3 separate regions of the Hordeum vulgare genome follow, and regions 2 and 3 are each linked to region 1. Evidence: chromatin contacts called from public Hi-C data. All regions are on one chromosome and are shown on one strand. The core of a region is the stretch at or near the end of the contact, and the rest is flanking DNA. Distances in the headings are between cores, read along the strand shown. Region 1 has its middle 160 kb from the start of LOC123408438. Region 2 holds the start of LOC123409789 (probable auxin efflux carrier component 1c). Region 3 has its middle 22 kb from the start of LOC123408438.

Region 1 (4,136 bases), core at 974-3,473:
ACCGTTAGCAATAAGTCTAGCAGGACGGCACGAAAGCAGGTCTCATCTAAAAGACTTCAGGCATGGCAGTATATATAACTAGTATTTGCATAAAAGTATAGGTGGTAGCAGGGGCCAAACCTAGCCAGATTGCTGGCTTCACCCCTGCTTCCAATGTGTATTCAATGGGAAATGTGACAAATGTACTTGAAGATATCAAAACAAGAAGCCTACAAGTGCACGCTAAAAATTGAGGCTAACAACACAAAATTCAAGCTAACAAAAATTCAAACAAAAATATATCAGTCGTGCTGCATTGCCACTATTACTTACATTTTCACTCCTGAAGAACATCAACAACATATTCCTAATCCTAATGACTATAAGTTCCTTAGGGTTCCTATCAATTCAGACCACCACCCGGAAAGGTTCCTAACAATTCAGCTACGGCTCCCCTATGTTACAAATATGAAGACCACCACCAAACCAACTCCTCCACCCTCAAAATCTGGAGCTCCAGTAGATGCTTCAACACACGTTCGTTTGATCAATGAAGCCACCACGGACGCGAGATCCTCGACGAGCTCAACCCCAACCCCCAATCACCACTACCACCCCTCTTTACAAGGCAATTTCGACGAGCCCGAGCCAAATCCACACACACTCCAGGTCCTCCACCCTCTCTCAACTCGAATGAATCCATATCAGCAGAGAAACAAGAGATCCAGAACACGGACCTGAGGTCGGGGTCGTCGTCGGCCATGGAGTGCGACGATGCTGCGCGGTTCTTCACTCCCTCCCTACCCGTCGGCGCCACCGATCCTTTGCCTCGCTGTCGCGCCGACCGTCGCATCCGCGGTTGCTGGATCTAGTCGAAGGAGGAGGACAACGAAATGGAGGGCCGAGCGCGAGAGCTAAGCTGCAATCGTCCCCAAATGGTCCAATACAACATGGTTGGACCGTGAGGTGCTACGCACGTAATTGCTGCAATCAGCCTTGATAGCCTGGTTGGGCCGCTAGGGGTTGCACGTGTCCAAGAGATTCAACGACAGCCAGATGATTTTAGCGGATCTGGCGGACGTTGAGAAGGTTTACGACCCGACTGGTTGATCTAAGACATTTCCATTACACATTGTTTGGGCGGTGAATTGGATGATTATATCCCCAACCCATGACAGATTGGTCCTTGGATTTGACACTCTATATGCGTCATTTGAGAAGATTATTCTGTATGTGGAGGCGATGTCTTGCATGATAGCGAAACATCAGCGATGGCCCATTCATTTTTTAAAATTCCGTTACAACCATCTTTCGTAAGTGATGTGTGTGTGCATTTGATGTTGTGCATGTGCGCACATGCTTATATTGTCCTCGGTGTTTTAAAAAAACATTAGTGAGTGGTCGTCAATTTCAATCAAACAAAAAGAATCAACTACTTCACTTTTTAATGTATTTCTTAAATCATATTAAACAGTAAGATGCCTTCACTCACATTAATTAAGTCATTACCAATTATGCAAACCTTGGTCGAAATTAGGTTAACAATCAAATCATTGCGCTGCATACCATAAGTTTTCTTTGGACATTCCATAGGCTCCTTCCATTTCTGCAACAAACTAAAAATGAAATAACCTCCTTTCACTAAGCACAAACCGTCCACACAAGCCTTTAAGTTCTTTTGGCCGGGTTTTTCATAATCTTGAAAACCGACCCTTCATCGAGCTTTCCTTAGAATGTTGAATTTATATATTCTTTTTATAATCCTAACTAGTTAGGATGTGATCAGCTAGAATTGTAAAAAATATAAGGATACAAGATTTTAAAAGAAGCTGGGTATAGGATTGATTCTCAAAAATATGAGAAAACCGGTCAAAAGAGAACCGACCCTAAGAATGTAGGCAACTCTAGTTGAATACCAATAAGTCTTCGCAACCAGTCACGGACTGAGATCCAGTAACTTTATCAAGTGAAGTCACGCTACGACTTTAGCCATCTAATCACCCTGTAAAACACATTCAACGGTCTACAGTCATACAACCCCTGCTAGTAAATTTTGTGATCCAGGCATCAGCACCTCCGTGCAGATGCACAGCCGGAGTATATTCATCACCTCGAAATAAAAAGTCTATTCATCACGTGTGTGTGCGCGCGCGCATACGAGCTCTTTTCGGCCGAAATTCGTACTATCGGACGGCGTTCTGGGCCCCGCATTCGGTCCCGGGCCACTACGCTGTAATGTGGGATTTGATGTGGACCTGTCGGGCATATCCGGCGACAAGCCGGGCCTCCACTGCGTCTCCAGCACAGCCTCTCTACCGTCCTGTTTCATTTCCGGCAGGATTCTCCCTCCTAATTTCGCTCCTGAACGACTTCTATATTTATCCTAATCCTGGATTGTTTAACGCCAGAAAGGCGATGTGTTTCTAAGAGTTGGTATACCATCATACGGACATGAGTCAAGCAACCCTCAAGGTTAATATATACGGGGTACGTCTCTGCCGGATTCAAATGCATATTTTTTGATGCATCATAGCCGTTGCATTTGATAGAGTATTTGTCAGCAAACTCATGGAGCCTGCCGGCACGAGGAGACACGTATAATGCCTGAATACCGCACCAACTGACCAGCCTAATCATTCTCACGAACACTCCGTCCAAAGGTGAAGAGGGGAAAGCATGCGGACGCAATGATCTATCACGAGAAGGGAAAGGGTTCGGCACTCGCGGCAAAGTCGTCAGTGGCGAAAGCGCCCGCGGTCAGCAGAAACGCCGTTTTTTTCTTCGGTTCGGCACGGGGCGACGCGACGTGCGAGATATCTGACTTCCCCTTTCGCTCGATCGCTAGCCGGAAATGCGACACTGGCATTTTAAATCAGTCAGAGGTGTGAACAGTAGCAGATCGAGTTGGCAAACCGTGTAAACGTGAAGTTGCTTCCTCGCACAAGAATTATGATGGGTGGCCTGACAGCCAGCCCAGCCCGGTGAGGAGTAAACAAACCGGGCTGGCTGCTTTGGACTTTGCAGGCAGCGCGCGGCATGCAAGGGAGGGAGGGAGGGATGATGGTGCACCCGCGCGGAGGGACACGCCGAGATGGGCGCTCGCCCACGCACGCCCATCCATCATGGCGGCCACGGGGAGCCCAAACCAACACCCAGCGGCCAGCGCTCGCTCTTCCTTCCTTCAACCCCGCGCGGTCCCCGTTTCCCGGCTGGCGATGGCGCGACGTACAGGTACGTTGGGGGGTGCACGGCCTCAAGTCTTTCAGTTGGCACCGGCTTTTGCCCCCTCGCAATTTGCATTTGGTGGAGGCTGCTCTGCTCCTGCTCCTGCTGCTGCACCGCCGGGGTGTCCCTGGCCGGCAGGAGGGAGGCGTGCGGTCGCGCGGCCCCGGACGGTTCCAAAGCCGGCGTACAGGCCTGGCCGGGGCCCGAGCTGGCGCGCGTGTCCCGTGTAGCGTCACCGCAAGTTTTAATTGTACCAAAGTACGACAACTTCTACAGTACGATGCAGATTGATACCAAGTTTTCGGTACAGAGACTGGGGTGCACGGCTGCAGAACGATCTGAACTATGTGTAAACGTGTATTGACGGTGAAACTGACCGGTGGAGGGATCGGTCTGTCAGAGTCCACATGGCATGTTCATTTGCGAAAAATCCCCTTGTTTTATACTTAATCGCGTATATGTCCCTTACGTAAGAAAAAATGAATAAAATAACAAGGTTGCGGTAGGTTTCGAGCACCAAACCAACGAAACAATAATGCTAGACATACAAAAACTTACAAAGGTTTACTTAACCTTTCAAACTAACTCTTCTCTCCCCCCTGATTTTCAGTGAGGGTGGGGTCCCTCATCCCTCAATTACCAACCACAATCTTACACATCAGTTTGTACGTAAAATCTTTACGTAAGCCTTTGTAGGTGTAGCATTACGAAATTATGCGGGAGAGGGATAATCACCATAGTGGTGGTGTCAAAATTATGTTCTTTATGTATGAAATAAATAAATTACTCCCTTCGTTCCTAAATATAAGTCTTTTAAGAGATTTCATTAAAAGTTTACATACGAAACAAAATGAGTGAATACATACTCTAAAATATGTTTATGTACATCTGTATATAGTCTATTAATAAAACCTCTAAAAAAACTTATATTT
Region 2 (4,136 bases), core at 955-3,454, 160 kb before region 1:
CAAGCGCGGTTTATTGGGCAATCGGTTTATAGACGTGTACGCCGAGGGCAAACAACAAATCCATGGGAAAAGATTCATTCTCGATATATTAGCCTTTATAATTTATATGAATTTGGATTGCAACATAATATATGTCCCCTATTTTCGTCAGGAAGTAGTAAAATTATGGCTTCTCTGATGATAAGATCTTTTAACGATATAAGTATTTCTCTTATGCATGTTATCTAGAGATGTACCGGTACACTCCATTTATGGTTGTCTCTACAACGTGTGAAGAATCAAGATATGTTTACGAAGGTGTGTACACATGACAGATGATCTTTGAATTGACCATCCCACGTCTTAAGCATTATACTGATTCCATTTGATTAAATGTATTTCACCTTTTCTGATTTGTTTGGATTTAAACTTGAATATGGTTGTGTGTATCTTAGTTATGCAGAGGTCGCGTATAATGCTTAAATATTTTAAGTAACAAAATGCCCTTTATCAAAAAATATAAAATTATATAGCTGAATATTTTTCTTCGCAACATTCCCTTTTTACCGCGTCCTTGATTTTTGCGTGAAACCCAATTAAAACATACCTTTTCATCAACATAGAGATTAGATCAACTTGACTGTATTTTTTAGTGTATAATTAGAAAGTCATCTTAGAAATAGGAACAAGATAATGTGCAGACTATGAAAAATATGCATGCACAAATTGTACACGGGGAGAGAAGATTAACCAACGATGGCATTGCTTTCCTTTCCTACCAAGAGATGTTATTTGATGACATATAGAAAAAAGTTGTGATTTGGGATGACTTTTGCACATAGGTGAACTTCCCGCAAAAAAATAGTGTTGAACTTTGGAAGCTTTCAATACAAATTTGGTCTTTGTTTTCTTACATTAAACAAATTTATGCTTAAATGAATTATTACCATTCTTTATCTCACTTCCGCATAGAACCCACACATTCGTAATTAAAATCTTTTCTTATTAAAAATGTAGATTTTCCATAATGAAAATTTTAACAAGATTTTCATATTTTTGACTCGCTATTTCCCCTTCACTCATTCTTATATCCAGGAAGCAATAACGACTTATTACAATTTATTATTTCCATTTCACAACATTCTCCTTTTGCCACCCCTCTAATCCTTGTCCGAAATCATATACAACATACCTTTTATTATAACATAAGGAGTAGAACATAGATTACACACAACGATATCTACACGGGGAGAGAAAGATAAACCAACTATAACAAAGACTACAAGTTAAACTTCAGTAGCAATACTTCTTCCAGGCTAGATCTACACCAAAAAACAATGCTCTCTATGAATACCCTAGCTACCACAAAGCCCACATCATCGCCGACTGATTCTTTGGGTCTCCATCCTACGGCGGTTGATTTTGACATCAGGGGGGCGGCGAAGACGATGGATCTTTGTGCTTGTGGGGCCTCTTGGTATAGTTTGTTAATTCATTGATATGTTTTGGTGTCCTCATGTCATTCACTTGGTCGACGACAACACATTTCAATAAGTATATCCACCCCCTGTCCAAGTCGTGGTGGTGATGGTTCTGGCATCGGAGTGAAGCACATGAGTTTTTTCTCTCCCCAAAATCCACCCGCACCATTGCGAGGGAGAGTCGTCGACCGTGATGTTTCTGCCTCAGTTCGCGGTGGCATCACCGGTCTCTTCAATAAGATCCCATGATGGCGTTGTTGCCATCGATGTGTGCCAGAGTCTCATAGCCCCCCCCCCCCCCGTCTCTCACGCGACGCTTCATGCTTCAGATCATCTTCGTTCACCCCTCATGTCACCGTCGGAGAACTTCCCGGCCATAGCTACAACTCCCTTACATTGGTGACACGGAGCGGGGGTGGCTCACGGCGCGCCATCACTTTGTGCAGGTGAGAGACATCGACTAACCCCTCCTTCGATCTCTGTGTACATTTTGTTTCGTCAATGATGTTCTTGTAAGGCTCACAAACTGCATCCCCATTTTCCTGAAATTGTACTGTATTACCCACAATTTTAGTAGTGCAATTTGCAGGAGTACAAAAATTGAAGTTGCTTTTTGGTATTTCCTCAATCCCCATTTCTGCCCCCCCTTTCTCTCTCCTTCCCGGTGTGGGGCTGCGTGGCCGTTCACTGTTGAACGCCCACATGATGTGTATAAATAATCCCCCGCACGTATGCCCACTCCCCCTCCCCTCATTGGCTCCCCCGCCCCCGCCTGCCTCCCCCATATCGCCACCGCGCCCGCGCCATAAATCAAGCGAGCGCAGCTCCACTTGAACGCCGCACCTCACCGCACCGCACGCCTCCCCTGCCACGCCGCCGTGTCAGCGTAGGAAGGAAGAGCGAGCGTTTGTTGTCGCAGCGGCGGCGGCGGCGGCGGCCGGCACGGCAAGATGATCACGGGCACGGACTTCTACCACGTCATGACGGCGATGGTGCCGCTGTACGTGGCGATGATGCTCGCGTACGGGTCCGTCAAGTGGTGGCGGATCTTCACGCCGGACCAGTGCTCCGGGATCAACCGCTTCGTGGCGCTCTTCGCCGTGCCGCTGCTGTCCTTCCACTTCATCTCCAGCAACAACCCCTACACCATGAACCTCCGCTTCATCGCCGCCGACACCCTGCAGAAGCTCATCGTGCTCGCGCTGCTCACCCTCTGGAGCCACCTCTCCCGCAACGGCTCCCTCGAGTGGACCATCACCCTCTTCTCCCTCTCCACGCTGCCCAACACCCTCGTCATGGGCATCCCGCTCCTCAAGGGCATGTACGGCGACGAGTCCGGCAGCCTCATGGTGCAGATCGTGGTGCTGCAGTGCATCATCTGGTACACGCTCATGCTCTTCATGTTCGAGTACCGCGGCGCCAGGATCCTCATCACCGAGCAGTTCCCCGACACCGCCGGCGCCATCGCCTCCATCGCCGTCGACCCCGACGTCATGTCGCTCGACGGCAGGAGGGACATGATCGAGACGGAGGCGGAGGTCAAGGAGGACGGCAAGATTCACGTCACCGTCCGCCGCTCCAACGCCTCACGCTCCGACATCTACTCGCGCCGGTCCATGGGGTTCTCCAGCACCACGCCGCGACCCAGCAACCTCACCAACGCCGAGATCTACTCGCTGCAGTCGTCGCGGAACCCCACGCCCCGGGGCTCCAGCTTCAACCACACCGACTTCTACTCCATGGTGGGACGCAGCTCCAACTTCGCCGCCGGGGACGCGTTCGGCCCGGTGGTGCGCACCGGGGCCACGCCGCGCCCGTCCAACTACGAGGAGGACAAGGCCGGCAACAACAACAACAGCAGCAACAACAAATACGGGCAGTACCCGGCGCCCAACCCCGCGATGGCGGCGCCGCAGAAGCCGGCCAAGAAGGCGGCCAACGGGCAGGCCAAGGGCGAGGACGGCAAGGACCTGCACATGTTCGTGTGGAGCTCCAGCGCGTCGCCCGTGTCCGACGTGTTCGGCAACGGCACCGAGGCGTACAACGAGGCCGCCGCCAAGGACGTCCGCGTCGCCGCCGCCTCGCCGCGCAAAGGTTTCCATTTCCTAGCCACTGATTACCGGCAAGTTAATTAGTACGGCCGCTAATTAATCTGCTCTCTTATTGGTAACTGAATGAATCAATCACAGCGGACGGCGTGGAGCGTGACGAGTTCAGCTTCGGGAACAAGGAGAGGGACGCGGAGGCCGGCGACGAGAAGGCCGCGGCGGAGCAGGGCACCGCGGGCCTGGTGCCGGCGCCGACGGCGATGCCGCCGACGAGCGTGATGACGCGGCTCATCCTCATCATGGTGTGGCGCAAGCTCATCCGCAACCCCAACACCTACTCTAGCCTCATCGGCCTCATCTGGTCCCTCGTCTGCTTCCGGTAATGGTCACTCCTCCCCCAGCGTCCGCCGGCGAGGTTACGTCAGTTACTGCCGAGCAGTTAACTCACTCGTTACGCGTGAATGCAGGTGGAACTTCGTGATGCCGGCGATCATCATGAAGTCCATCGCCATCCTGTCCGACGCCGGCCTCGGCATGGCCATGTTCAGCCTCGGTGCGCTGCTCTGCTCTGCTCTGCATCTTCGTGCATGCATGCATCATGCATGCGAGCCAACCGTGGTTCATTTGA
Region 3 (4,136 bases), core at 589-3,088, 130 kb after region 1:
GATATATGGTGTGGGGATTCTTCCCTCAAAGTTCAATTTTGGGATTTGTTTTCCATTTGTAACCGGTCTGAATGCACCATCTCACAAGTATGGGATGGTGTTAATCTCAAACTTTCTTTTAGGAGATGTGTTGACTATAATGGGTTAATTAGATGGAACCAGTTGCTTGAGATTGTTCAAGCTGTCCACTTAACAGAGGCCCCAGATACCCCCAATCTGGATGTTAGAAAAGAACGGGGTATACTCGGTTAAATCATTTTATCATACTATCAATTTTGGGGGAGTGGTTTCTACCATTGGGGAAAAACTGTGGAAAAATCTTTGCCCTCAAAAGATTCATGTGTTTCTCTGGCTGTGTGTGTATAACAAGGTCCTGACCAGGGACAATTTAGCGAAGCATAGGACTGTTAGTGATCCTACTTGTCTGTTCTGTAAAGAAATTGAATCGGTGCAACATCTATTCTTTGATTGTGTGGTGGCTAGATGTGTTTGGAAACTTTTTTCTATTTCTTTTCCAGATTATGATATTTCCTGTTTTAAAGACGTTTGTGCCTTATGGCAACTACATAAGAAACTGCATGTGCAAAATATGATTGCTGCGGCTTCCTTGTGGAGCATGTGGAGACTGAGAAATGACTTTTGTTTTCAGGGATGTTCTTCGAGAAGTCTTGCCCGCGTCCTTGTGAAACTTCGAGCTTTTGTTTTTAGGGATGTTCTTGGAGAAGTCTAGCCCGCGTCCTTGTGAAACTTTGAGCTTTTCTTCGACAATGGGTTGTGCTCTGCAACGCCACACAGGAGGAGCTCCTTCGTCAGTTCGTCGCTAAGATGGACAAGTTCAAGGGAGAATTGTTGAGCATCGCTTGGTCATAGGCCTAGTCCTGGAACTATGATATATTTGCGTCTGTAATATACTGTGCTGGCTGCTGTAGCTGAATATTTTCCTGCTTTCAATGGTTAGTTGTCTGGTAGTTTGCGAGGTTGAGATGTTTTGGCTGAATGCTTGGGCTGTAAAAACTATCTGGTTCGATGCTTCAATAAAATGGAGCAGGGGAACCCCTTTTATTTAATATATATATATATATATGTGTGTGTGTGTGTGTGTGTGTGTGTGTGTGTGTGTGTGTGTGTGTGTGTGTGTGTGTGTGGGTGTGGTATCGTAAAATAGGTTAGAAATGGAAAACACAAAATGAAAAAAAAAACATAAACCCAAAAAGCCTAAATCCCTAAACCCCTAAAGTCCTAGTCCCGGTTGGTGACACCAACCAAGACTAAAGGTCCCCACCCTCCGACGCTCGTTATTTGCCACGTGGTGGAACTTTTGGTCCCGGTTCGTGTTCAATCAGGACTAAAAAAGGGGAGGCTTTAGTCTTTAATTATTAGTCCCCGCTGATGAACCGGGACTAAAGGTCCTTCCCAATCAGGACTATAACCCTGTTTTATTACTAGTGTAAGTCACTGTTCACACTATTTTGATCAAAATTTTGACTTTTTTTAGAAGAAGTCAAAGTATAAAAAATTATGATTTTCTTCTTACAAGTATAATGAAAGATCAAGTTTATTGTATATACACCCAGGTTTCAAAGTTCCCCTCCAGGGTAACTATAACTAAGAGGCCACAGATAATAGAAAACTCTATGTATATCTCCATCCCTGACGCACAAGCATTTGCTCTAGCCTCTAGGCACCGTGCATTGAGACGGGCCTGATGGTGACTCGCACACGATCTCAACAGATAGAATTAACATATCACATGCATGCAACTGGATACACATCGTCCATGATCGCTCACTGATAGCGTCCCGGGGCAATGCGCGCACGCTTCCATGTCGAGCAACTGCCAGTTTTCTCTTGTCAACTTCCACCCTGCCAGCACCATCACACTGTAGCTACAGTGAGGACACAGGCAGTCTGTCTGCGCATGGCGGCCGGGACGGAGCTTCCAGTGTTGGGAATAAGTCGTGACGGAGCGCGGTGCGACCGGCGTTGATGCGTCAGGTCGGGTCCGTAACGGTGCGACCGACGTCGGTGCGTTGGGTCGGATCTGCGGGCTAGGTCACGGTCATGTGGGTATGTGTAGGTATAGACCGGACGCCAGTGCGCGGCTACGTCCGTGATCGAGTGTAAGTCGCAGTCAGTTGGCGCCGTAGTTAGTTATGTGCGTAGTTATTTTTGGTCGAGTCATGTGGAGCTCCGTGCTGGTTTGCATGCATGGACAGTGATAGTAGAACACTTCTACGGGTCGTGCGTCGTGCGGTTAGTGGCCGATGGGGCAGTGTGCGCTGTAAAAATGCTAGACTTATTAAAGCCTATATAACAAGTTTACTAAACCTTCCAACTAATTTAAACATGCCTTCCTGATTTTTAAGGATGGGTGGGCTTCATCCTTCTCTTAATCCAATCAGTTATTGTCAAGTCAGACTATTACGTAAACGTACGTAAACATTTACGTAGATGTAGCATTGCTCGTGTGCGCTGCGTTTTCAAGAGCTACAAAAGCGACTGTACTCTGAGTTTGTACCTGGGTGAATCAGTATGAGCTGAGATCAAAGGCTGTACGCGCAGCCGGAAACTACCGCGTGTTCAGCTCGTTCCTCTTCTTCCTTCGTCCAGTTGAGAGAGAGAGCAGTCCCAACACAGAGAGAGAGAGCAGTCCCAACATCCAGGCATGGACACGCGCTGCTGGCATCTGACACCGGCCCGTCTTGCCTAGAAACCTGCTCGGCACAAAGAAACGAAGCACGAGCTAGGCTAGTCCCTGTCCGGCTAGCCGGTCGCGCCACCCGAGTCGCTGTCTCCTCTACATATAGCTAGGCGGGTTGTAGCGACCAGCGGCCATGCATGCACAGATGAACGCACCGCACTGCGGCATCTCGATCGGAGAAGCTTCTGCTGGTTGGTCTGGTTGGTTCCACGTACCCGCTGGCCCGCCGTCGGCGCAGCGCGGAAAGCCACGGGATCGATCATCGGCCGCCATGTTGCGCGGCAGTGGCCTGACGCGATGCGCCGTCACGACGCGCTCGGCGTCTCGCGCCGGTGATATCCGTGACGCCGACGGGGTCTTGGTTGATGCGACCTCGTCCCGGCCATGATCGCGCCCTGGTGGTCGTACGGGGTGGGCGCGGCGTCCATTGCGCGCGGCCGGATCGAGGGAGCCGGTGGCGGCTTCTTCCCGGACGACAGGGCGGTACGGGCCGCCGGGAGCCCGACAAGCGCACGGCGACAACGCCCCGGTGGCCGGGAAACGACGCGGCCGGCCAGCTTGTAGGCAGGCAAGGCGGCGGGCCCGATATGGCGATATCATGCACTGTTACTGCACGCATTGCGTTGCGTCCCCGCGCCTCTTTCATCCGTTTCTTCCATCAGCACGTACGGTACGACGGTGGCATCTTCCTGCTATATGTCTTTCAGACTTTCACGCAACAGCGGCGCCACCACGGACGAGGGGGAAGCGTCCGTGAAGCAGGCCACGGCCGATGCCGATGGACGCGCCGCTGTGCGTGCCGTGGACGTACGTGACGAGGCCACGGGCAGCGCACGCATGGGAGCGCGGCGATCGAGACGAGAGGCAGCCACCAGATGAGAGCAGTCGCGTGAGGATCGGAGCAGTCTCGTTGCCCGGCTCTCGGCCGGCAGCGCAGTGGACGACGAGGGGCAAACGGTCCAAGGGCTTTACTGGTGCTAGGACTCGACTACTCGAGGCTTCAGCACCTTCTCTTTGCATTCTTATTGGACAGGGACCCTGGCTTATTATTCTCATTGTATTGGCATATCCAGGCCGGGTGGCCAGATTTCAAAATGACTTCCAAGTAGTAAAGGGAATGTAGAGTGTGATCGCCCTCTTTGGTTCACGGGATTCTAGAAACATGAAAATGGTGTTTCACCGTACCACGTTAAAAATAGAGTAAGAGCGTCTACAGCCCACGCTCCAAAATCGCCTCATACTCCCGGTTACTATCCGGTCATGAAATTTCAACTCAACCGGACACCTCAAACGACCGGGCTAACCGACACCCCTCATATACAGCCTGACTATGTGACGGATATAGGGACTACCATATGCATCCAGGCACGTCCGCCACGTTGGACCTAAAAGCCCAACCCCACTGCAAATTGCATCAAATTCATCCTGCGAAACT

Evidence for each region. Hi-C and Micro-C count contacts between places; a contact is called where the count stands out from the background.
Region 2: a contact with region 1 is called in a Hi-C map of leaf, with 4 times the contacts expected there. The contact joins the promoter of LOC123409789 here to the enhancer-like site in region 1. A contact is called at or near these places in 1 of 6 Hi-C or Micro-C datasets (leaf) and 1 of 1 datasets of contacts at active chromatin or transcription factors (embryo).
Region 3: a Hi-C map of an unstated tissue shows a contact between it and region 1, with 4 times the contacts expected there. The contact joins two enhancer-like sites. A contact is called at or near these places in 3 of 6 Hi-C or Micro-C datasets (leaf, seedling and an unstated tissue).

The regions. Positions count from the first base shown.
Region 1 is chr7H:95,786,573-95,790,708 of MorexV3_pseudomolecules_assembly, forward strand. No RefSeq gene overlaps it. Among protein-coding and RNA genes, the nearest start is that of LOC123408438, 160 kb to the right of the region's middle. Within about 2 kb of position 2,224, at least 3 of the 3 cell types and tissues checked have open chromatin away from gene starts, as enhancers often do. A contact at or near this core is called in leaf, where this site is marked.
Region 2 is chr7H:95,627,968-95,632,103 of MorexV3_pseudomolecules_assembly, forward strand. LOC123409789 (probable auxin efflux carrier component 1c) reads left to right here and starts at 2,205. Exons shown (of 6, transcript XM_045102660.1): 1 at 2,205-3,554; 2 at 3,650-3,887; 3 at 3,976-4,061. The coding sequence starts at 2,411.
Region 3 is chr7H:95,921,708-95,925,843 of MorexV3_pseudomolecules_assembly, forward strand. No RefSeq gene overlaps it. Among protein-coding and RNA genes, the nearest start is that of LOC123408438, 22 kb to the right of the region's middle. Within about 2 kb of position 1,839, at least 1 of the 3 cell types and tissues checked has open chromatin away from gene starts, as enhancers often do.